Regions from separate parts of the Salmo salar genome. Here region 1 is linked to region 2. A link is a contact called in public Hi-C data. All regions are on one chromosome and are shown on one strand. The core of a region is the stretch at or near the end of the contact, and the rest is flanking DNA. Distances in the headings are between cores, read along the strand shown.

Region 1 (5,301 bases), core at 2,005-4,504, 56 kb after region 2:
TGAGCCTCTCCAGTGCTTCAAGGCTGAGTGTCCTGGTTGGCCCGGTGGTTGGTTCTCTCTGGTTCCAGCCAAGCCATCCCTCTATCGTCTCAAGGCCTGGGCACAGCCGGCTACACATGCTGCACCCAGACACACATACTGTAGGGAGCTATTGCCATGGGAACCAGCCCCTTTAGAACTACTTCCCCTCTCAGGAGAATAATAGACACCAATATCTCTATTTTCCTCTCTCCAAGGGCTAAGCTCTCATCTCTCCCTTCTCCCTTCTCTTTCTCTCACTGCCTGTAAGGTCTTCTCTCTAATTTCCTCCCAGTCTCTGACTTTCAGTTCTGTATTTTGCATTTGCTGTGTTTGACAGTCATTATCTTGATAAAGTATGTATAATCTGATCTATTCACACGGGCTTTATACAATACTCTGAACTCAACACATTTCTAAATCTATCCTGGGTAAACATAGCAAATGGATGAGTCCGATCATGGCCAAAGTGAATGGCACACAGCAAGAAGGAAAATAACTATGTGAAAGAGGAACCGCCGGTTGATAATAGAAACATGAATTATTTGGTCATATTCTATTTCTCAAAACATAGGGATAAAGATTTCAAGGAACGATTCATTGGTTTTCATGCGAACTTTCTGGAGGCAGGGCATTTTTTTTTATTACAGCCAACTGAAGCCAAGTTTTGCTTTTCAGATACAGTATCGACAAGTCCTTGAACATCACTTGATCAATACTGCTGCAATTCTTGACCACCCAGTCAATTTTCCTTTGAGAAATACAGTATCAAAGGGGAGTTTTCTTCCTCGCTTAGCCACTGCAAAACAAGTGAATACTGGATACCACCATGTTTTCCTTCTAGCAAAGGGACTTCTCTTAATATCCATTCTTAGTCATTTAAGGCTATGCCAAAGGCTTGAATAAATTGGTCTCTTCAAAAGCTCATCCCTAAAGAAAGAAAAAGGAACAATCTTTGCCACAGATCATGTACCCAAGCATTTCAAAGGATATAGATGTGATGCTTATGCAAGAGTATAATCCACTTAGACTGTCATCGCTGTCAGGAGAAGTGCAAAGAATTACCTGTCATCTTTCAGCAAGTAATCAGGCTAAGCTGTTTACCCAAAAGGCCTAAAATACAGTGGGTAGGTACTTGTAGGGAGGCACATAGGGATAAATACGGTATGTGTGGGATTGTGTGTGTAGAATCTTTCAATATGGAAATATTATTTCAGTAATTCTCAGTTTTGGTTCTTGTTTAAACTATGTTTTATTGGAAGATAGAACTAGGTTCAAGTACTTTACTGTAAAATGCAGTAAACTTGTAGACTAGTGGTCAACGTTTTCCCTTTTCCCTCTGTGAATGTTTGCACTGTACATGCTGTGGAGAGTAGAACATCAATGAAGGTTTAAAATCAAGCAAGACTCGTCAATTCAATTCAAGCCAATTCAATTCAAATTCAACTCAGTAGCAGAGAAATCTATACACCTTGGTCCGGTAGCAAACATATGGGAACTGGATTAAAATGGAAGTTTGAACTTCAACGCAGCTGGACGACTGAAGTCAATTTTCAGAAATTCTGTAAACATGAACAACTTTATGAATCACACAATAGTGAGTTCCTACTATGTAGGCCTTATAGATTATATCAGGCGAGTATTCAATGTGACAACGTAACTATATCATGAAGCTGTTTCTGCTCCGGCTCCCTCGCTTCACCTTTTGCCCCATCTATTATTTTCTGTTTCAAATGAGGCCTACAGTATGGAGCATTTACCACAATGACTTTCCCATTCAGAGCTGGCAAGTTATATTTGGGTTGTGGCTAGTCTGATGCAGTAATTTGGGGGTTCCTGGTGAAAAGTGTTTCCCTGTGTGTGTGTGTGTGTGTGTGTGTGTGTGTGTGCTAGCTCGTGACCCAGCAACAATAAAGGGTTAACAGCCCAGCCCTCACAACCCACCAGCTGGTAATGATTAACAGTTCACTCAAACAGCACTCACAGAACTCTCTCTCTTCCTCACTCACTCACTCCTCTCTCTCTTCCTCACTCCCTCCCTCCCTCTCTCTCTCTCTCTCTCTCATTCCTTCTTACTCTTCCTGTCTGTGTGCATTTCTCTCATGCCCTCTTCTTTCTCCCAACCTCTTATCCCTTCTCACATCCTTCAACTCTCTACTTTGTCCCTCCCTCACACTGGCAAACACTCTCACTCTCTCTCTCCAGTAGAGGCTAAGGTTAAATACTGTATGTCAAGCACATCTTGAATTACCATCAGGGTTCAGTGATTGGAGCCAGGTAGACATTTCTGGCATTCTCACCCCTCTGGTGCCGCACATGTGACTTCAAACCAACCAGCTCATTGATCTGCATGATTACTGCTCTGAGCATGAACGGGTGTTTATGTGTGTGTGTGTATAGGAGGAGTGTGGGTTGGTGATCAGGAGTTTCTTGTAAGACATTGCACACAAGCCAAACTTGTGGCTTGCGGCATCCCTTGACTGATACATGCATCCTCATTAATCTGCCTCTGAACGGTTGTTACGCTATAAACAACTAGAACACTAAGTTGTCTGTGACTTCTGTCCAAAGAGTTGTACAGTCTGTCTTTATCAGTGTCTTTTCCTATCGGCTACATATTTATTTTCTCAAGCCTTAAGAAATAAGGATGTAGACTAGCGGTAAACACATGCAAGTTAAAGTAGAAAGAAGAGGGAGTTACCTGATCAGAAGCTGTTGACTACAGGAGTTGGAAAGTTCGCTATTGAGATCAAGAGAAAGCCACTGGAACGGCTCCTCGAACAAACACACACATTCTACTGACAGGAGAACAGCGCAACAGTCCACGCTCAGATCCTCTGCGATTCTTCACTCAGGTCCTGCCGATACAGCTCTAACTGAGGCTTTCAGGTCAAAGAGGGGAAAAAAGACAGCGAGAAGACACAAATCTGGATGGGATCAGTAGCTCCGCGGGCTTGTTCTATCCTCGCTAGACACTAGCTAACCGTGCGCAGCAAACACTAAGAGCGTGTGCGTTTAGGTCATGCTCAAAGTATGCATCGGCTATGTACTGCAAGCTCAGGGAAACCACATCCTGTCACATATCAACCTCTCTTTCTCTCTCTCTCTCTCTCTCTCTCTCGTGATTGTCTGACCCAACCTCTGTTCGGCGCAGCCCCTCCACCCCTCTATCTTTCCCTCTCCCTCTCTTTCACTCACTCAAGGCTTCTCCGAGAGCCGCACCAGTTCCAGTCTACTGACTGAAGAATCCATCTGAGCATGTGGCTGGGGGAAAGACAGAGGGCGAAAGGGAAGGAGGGAGAAGTGGGAAATGCCAGGGAGAGAGAGCGAAATGAAGAGAGGTGAGGAAGCAAGAACGGGTGTACAAGGAGTAAAAGTGGAAAAAGAGACAGAAGGATGGAAAATAAAAATTGTAATTTAAAAGAGAGATATAATATATTATACATACTAGTATATTCCTTGAGAATTTGGTGGGGTTGACTATGGGTAGGGTACAGGGTGTGAGGATGTTTTGGTGGGTAAGTTGTGTCAGCACTTCTGTGGTGACTATACATATTTAATACGGCCCTGTCGAGGCCCCCTATAGCTGCATATGCATTATTCACACCAGTCTGTGAGAGGGACCACTGCTCTGGAGATAGGTGACTGACACAGAAACCCATGATTTTCACAGTACCGAACATTGAAGCAAAACAACACTGGAAGGTGATTGCAACATAACATGGAAGTCATTCTTCATGTAGGTGCAGTGGTGGAATAAGTACCCAATTGTCAAACTTGAGTAAAAGTAAAGCTCATTTAATAGAAAAAAGTGAGTCACCCAGTAAAATATTACTTTGGTAAAAGTCTAAAAGTATTTGGTTTTTATACTTAAGTATCAACATTAAATGTTGCTAAAATATACTTAAGTATCAAAAGTAAAAGTATAAATAATTTCAAATTCCTTATAAAAACCAGATGGCACAATGTGTTTTTTATATTTACAGATAGCCAGATACTCAACAACAACACTCACTTTGCAAATAAAGCATTTGTGTTCAGTGAGTCCGCCAGATCAGAGGCAGTAGAGATGACCAGGCGTGTTCTGTTGATAAGTGTGTGAATTTGACAATTTTCCTGTCCAGCTAAGCATTCAAAATGTAACGAGTACTTTTAGGTGTCAGGTAAAATGTACGGAGTAAAAAGTACATCGTATTCTTTAGGAGTGTAGTGAAGTAAAAATAAAAGTTGTCCAAAATATAAATAGTAAAGTACAGATACCCCCAAAAACGACTGAAGTAGTACTTTAAAGCATATTTACTTAAGTACTTTACACCACTGTGCAGGTGGATGGGACAGATCAATTATGGGAGGTCAGCATCGGGTCTGCTGGGTACATGTGGGCTCTTGCATCATTGAGGAAACTATTTTCTCCTGGAGCAGCAAAAACATTGCTGGACAGTTCAGATATTGCCACCAGAATTGGCTACACACTGTTGTCTGAGTATTTTGTGTCTGAGTATTTGAGATGAAACCAATGCTTTTCCAATGGGAGTCATCAGTTAACGAATGAGATGGTCCATCTTTTGATGGCGGCGAATCGTCTGAAAATAGTTGTCTTGAGTTGTACTTTTGACGGACAATGATGTACGTCATGTACGATTCCATCCGTATTTGTGTGTCTCAGTGTGTCTCTGGCCTAATTGCTGAAATAAAGACCAGAGGCAATGCCTTGAGAAAGATGCCATTGCCCTGGAGAAGTCAGTAGAAAAGGGGAGCTTACATTGAAGGCAGAAATCACAAGGAATCTCACGTTTATCACAAGTGAGTCATCACATTTGAGCTGACAAATTGGCTGAGAAGCATTCCTTTGTCCAACTAGATGACAAATTTGGCATTCAAGATTCTGCTCTAAAATGTCCTTTGCGTTACTCATTGGAAATGTTATCAATAAACACATGTATTTTCCTTGCCCTGCATGCTGTGCAGATGATAGCCTCATGATTCTCTTGGTCATAACAAGCTTATGAACATGTCAGAACTCTCTCAATTGTTGTTAAAAATAGCTTGTGTTACCTTTGATCATGGCCTGACATTTGAAAACCGCATGAAAAGCATATCCATGACAGCATACTTCCATCCCAAGGAACATTTATAGAAATACATTACATACAGTTGAAGTCAGAAGTTTACATACACCTTAGCCATATACATTTAAACTCCGTTTTTCACAATTCCTGACATTTAATCCTAGTACAAAATTCCCTGTCTTAGGTCAGTTAGGATCACCACTTTATTTTAAGA
Region 2 (4,796 bases), core at 1,206-3,705:
GGGCTTCCTGTCTCTCATGCTTGCTCTCTCTTGTTCGTCTCTTGTCGTTCCAGCTCTCACGCATTAACCTTCACTCTGCTCCATCTCTCCATCCGACACTCACGTATCGACTCGGTTTCCTACTTTAGCCTGCTGTCTCTAATTATCTGTCTGCTTCACTTTACTTCTCTGCCTCTTCCTCTTGTATGAGCTTCAAGTAGGCTTTCTCCATCCTTTCCCTTCTCTCTTTCGTATATCCCCTGATCTCCCTCTCCAGATCGCTCTCTCTGTCACTTCCTCTCTTGGAATCCCTCATCCATTAAAATAGATGTACTCTTATACACACGGGGAAGAATCAGCTTTGAGTTAAGCTGGAGCCTTAACTTGGCATATAAAGAACAACGGAAATGTATGATAGGGTGACAACAGTATAGAGCTGGCTGCAAATCTTCCCCACAACATCAAATGGGCTTCCACATCTCCTGTAGAGGCTGACAATCTAAAACACCCCCATTTCGCATCCCTCCCTCCTTACCCTGCATTTCCAATAACCTATTTTCCAGGCTGTCAGATTGCCGGACAGCTTCCTGCTGAATGAAAGCAGAAAAGCCAACCTGAGTCCTCAGAAAAAGCCCAAGCCCGTTAAAGTAGAACGGAGCAGATCAGTTTGAAAATTACAGGCCCCTTGCTGCTACAGTCCTCTCATAGCTGTCTGTGTCTTGCTGCTACAGTCCTCTCATAGCTGTCTGTGTCTTGCTGCTACAGTCCTCTCATAGCTGTCTGTGTCTTGCTGCTACAGTCCTCTCATAGCTGTCTGTGTCTTGCTGCTACAGTCCTCTCATAGCTGTCTGTGTCTTGCTGCTACAGTCCTCTCATAGCTGTCTGTGTCTTGCTGCTACAGTCCTCTCATAGCTGTCTGTGTCTTGCTGCTACAGTCCTCTCATAACTGTCTGTGTCTTGCTGCTACAGTCCTCTCATAACTGTCTGTGTCTTGCTGCTACAGTCCTCTCATAGCCGTCTGTGTCTTGCTGCTATAGTCCTCTCATAGCTGTCTGTGTCTTGCTGCTACAGTCCTCTCATAGCTGTCTGTGTCTTGCTGCTACAGTCCTCTCATAGCTGTCTGTGTCTGCAGTACTGAAATAGAAACTTCATATACCAGCAACAAGACTTTCTTTGGTACAGTGGTAGGGAACATGGTGTATCATGTTTAGTGGTTACCTGTGGTAATGTTAAGTATTTCTTATAATGGTATTATGAAGCACTTACCTATTTACTAAAACAGTTACGATGTCCAAACATCAGATTTACACCAAATGTAACATGTTCCATGTGGCAGAAATATACTGTACATTACCATGTGCACCTTCACATTCATGTTACGTTGAGTAAAAAAGCCTTGAGTCCCGGTGGATGTTCACTTTAGATGCTAACTAGTGTGTAAGTAGGTCTTTGCATAACAGACTCTGTGTAGACTGCTTCAGAGGAAGTACACTTTGCTCATCCTCAGACAGTATCCCAACGTGCATTAGCTTAATATAGTTGTGAAAATGGAAGAGTCAACATAATACAAGTGTAATGACTAAGCTAATCTGAAATGGGTCAACAGCCATCGTTGCTGAGCACAAAGACACAAGTGTTTCAGAGATGGAGAGAAATGAGCGTTGCTGTGTGGTTTTATCTAGGCCGGCCCTCTGATTAATTAGCCATGTTGCGCTGTTGTGCTGTTGCATTTTGAGAGAGAGTTGATCAAAATAAAGAGTGATGAATAAACAAGGGATAAAAATAGAGCGGTAATTAATCAGCTATGCTCCGGAACGGTCACAAACACGACCCCCCAGAGACAAGGGTACGCATGGTAAACATTTAACTGCAACCGTGTTGAACTCTAAGCATATACTTGGAGTCTTCGTAAGCATAACACAACACATTTCATGAATCTGACTAATAGCAGCAATCAGTAGTTGAAACAATAACAAAGCGTTCTCCCCAACATTGTTTCAGTAAAAAGCGGGAGGGGGGGATGGGGCTGGAGAAATGTTACCACTCAAATTCTATGGATGCAAGGACTGACCATCCACGATATTAAAATGATACTTTTAAACATGTTTTTAGGCTATACAGTGTTTGTTTACATTTACTTTGTTTACAAACATTGGAGTAAAACAAGCTTATATTTTGGGTGCTGATGTGGTACGACAGTTGAACTAAGCTCACAAGTACATTTATTTAAACGTTTTATTCTTAAAGAATCAATTCAATGGGTACATATTGGATTGGACGTGTTCTGATTTGTGATAATGATGAGCGCTTGTGACTGTGTAAAGTGGGGTTTCAGGTGGGAGACAAGTATTTTTGAAGACTTGGAAGTCATGTTGTGACTGCTGATAGATGACTGAGCTGTTGACTGTTAGCGAATGTGTGCGTGCATAGCCCTCATATAAGATGAATGAGTCAGCAGAAGCTGAGCAGAAGAACCGTTACATTTCTCTGAAGGGACTTTCCAGTTACACACATTTGTGGGTTTAAACTGTCTCGCACCACACGCTGTTACATATGAACCCGCCAATTGGGGTCAGTTAGTATTTTCGTTGAACATCCTGTTGAGTTCTTCTGACTGATTTCACAATCCATTTAAGTTGAGCTGTTAATTGACCAGTGATATGGGCTGACCATCGCTTTGTCTAAATGAGATGGGTGCTCTTTGAAATCAAAGAGAAGGCAGTTTAATCTCCAGAGGGTTACTCAGGTTGACCAATCAATACCAGAGTTAGGTAACCAGGAGATATGGTGGTCATTCAGGCCCTAAATCAATACTAGTGAGAGTGTGTATTGGAAGGTGAAAGTAGTTACCTGTTGGTCTTGATGATGGGTGTAGGCAGGACACATGTGAGTCTCCAGCCGTACATGGCAAGAGACTGGAGCAGGGGAACATAGTCTGTTTTCACCTGCAAGCCCTAAAGAGAGAATGCAAACACATGGATATTACATACTACTATACACATAGTGTTTGCATACACGTACGCACAAGCACACGTACGAGTAGGGCTGGCACAATTATCGTATAATCGTATAACCGACAATTATGGACAATAACTGTGAACTTCAAAAATAATTATCATAATAGTCTTAATACATATTCATTTTAAGAGAAAGGGGGATTCAACTTCATACTCAAGTAGATATAAATTACCCAATAGCAGTTTTTCATTTTTACATGAAGTGGGTAAAGTTGGTAGTCATTTACACGAGCAGAACGGCACCATTGGGAGAAGCTTCATTTCCAAAAGTTCCAAGAGGTCTAAACTATTTGTTTCTGAGAGAGGGGTGCTACCAAAGCTGGGTTGTATTCACTAGGTTTGTCGTAGCTATAATTCCGATGCATTATGATGCTCAAAACATTTGAACAAAAAGGACAATTATGACACTAACCGTGTCCATTTGCGTGACAAGTAATCGTTACCCAAAATTCCATTATCGTCACATCGTACGATCACACACACACACACACACGCATAAATGTAGGCATGAATAAACACATAAACCATTAAAACCCCATCAAAAGAGCCACGATTACCCAAGCTCTTGACAACAGATGATGAACTATGTATGATGCATACCAAAATACATGCATTTCTGTTAGATTGATTGCTGGTATGACAGTGTAGTGCACTTGGGATTTGGGTTAAAGACACACGCTCGCTACACGTGCGCTAACGCCTCTGCTCACACAGGAAGCGTATGTGGTTTTCCATCTCTTCTGCATCTGCCCTCACTGACAAACCACAGCACGTGTCAGATATGAAGACACGCATACGACATATGCATGCACACATTGCAGTGCTATACGGGCACCACGTTGTTCATATTATAGCAGTGCTATAGCCTAAGTTATCTTTCTCCCCGCTGTCCTTTCAGAACCGTAGCTAATGTCAGGTCTCACTGGACATGATTCTCAGTTATCCGAACCATGTTCTGAACCATGACTTATCTGAACCATGAGTTACCTGAACCATGAGTTATCTGAACCATGAGTTATCTGAACCATGAGTTATCTGAACCATGAGTTATCTGAACCATGAGTTACCTGAACCATGAGTTACCTGAACCATGAGTTACCTGAACCATGAGTTATCTGAACCATGTTCTGAACCATGTTCTGAACCATGAGTTATCTGAACCATGAGTTATCTGAACCATGAGTTACCTGAACCATGAGTTATCTGAACCATGTTCTGAACCATGTTCTGAACCATGAGTTATCTGAACCATGAGTTATCTGAACCATGAGTTATCTGAACCATGAGTTCAGATAACACACATCCATTAAACTCCCCCTAACCTGGACATCGGCCTCATCCTTCTGACCGGACATTCTGTAGTGATTTCTACCGGCCTTAAGCCAGCACCTCAGATTTCTTATTACATTCATGGTCCTAAGATTCTCTACAACCCTACCCCTGTTTTTCAACACCCACCCACGTACACAGCCACAGTGTCCTCTGTCTGAAAATGCACTCTCCATTCACTCTCCTTTATTGGCATCTTTACTCTGTTGTTGGTCTTTAATCTTTTTTTGACATAATTTGGTTTCTGGTGACTGAATTAGTGCTCTTCAAAGCTCAGGCATCTATACAATTGCTAGGAACGAACGACAACAATGTCAATGCTGTTAACTGTTGCCTCAAGCACACAGTATTGTTACTGGTAGAGTTCTACGTATAATGCCTCTCCGGATAATGGCCATGCACTTTTGGGTTAAATGTAATATAGCCTGTGAGAAACTGAGGTAACACTGGGAAAACATGATGCCCTTGTTG

The links. Hi-C and Micro-C count contacts between places; a contact is called where the count stands out from the background.
Region 1: a Hi-C map of blood shows a contact between it and region 2, with 2.2 times the contacts expected there. The contact joins the promoter of LOC106582009 here to the enhancer-like site in region 2. A contact is called at or near these places in 3 of 3 Hi-C or Micro-C datasets (blood, gill and muscle).

What each region holds. Positions count from the first base shown.
Region 1 is chrssa02:36,476,341-36,481,641 of Ssal_v3.1, forward strand. It overlaps LOC106582009 (raftlin), which reads right to left and starts at 3,255. Exons shown (of 10, transcript XM_014164651.2): 1 at 2,720-3,255.
Region 2 is chrssa02:36,421,181-36,425,976 of Ssal_v3.1, forward strand. It overlaps LOC106582009 (raftlin), which reads right to left. Exons shown (of 10, transcript XM_014164651.2): 8 at 2,830-2,933. Among protein-coding and RNA genes, the nearest start is that of vmo1, 17 kb to the left of the region's middle. Within about 2 kb of position 2,456, at least 3 of the 13 cell types and tissues checked have an H3K27ac peak or open chromatin away from gene starts, as enhancers often do.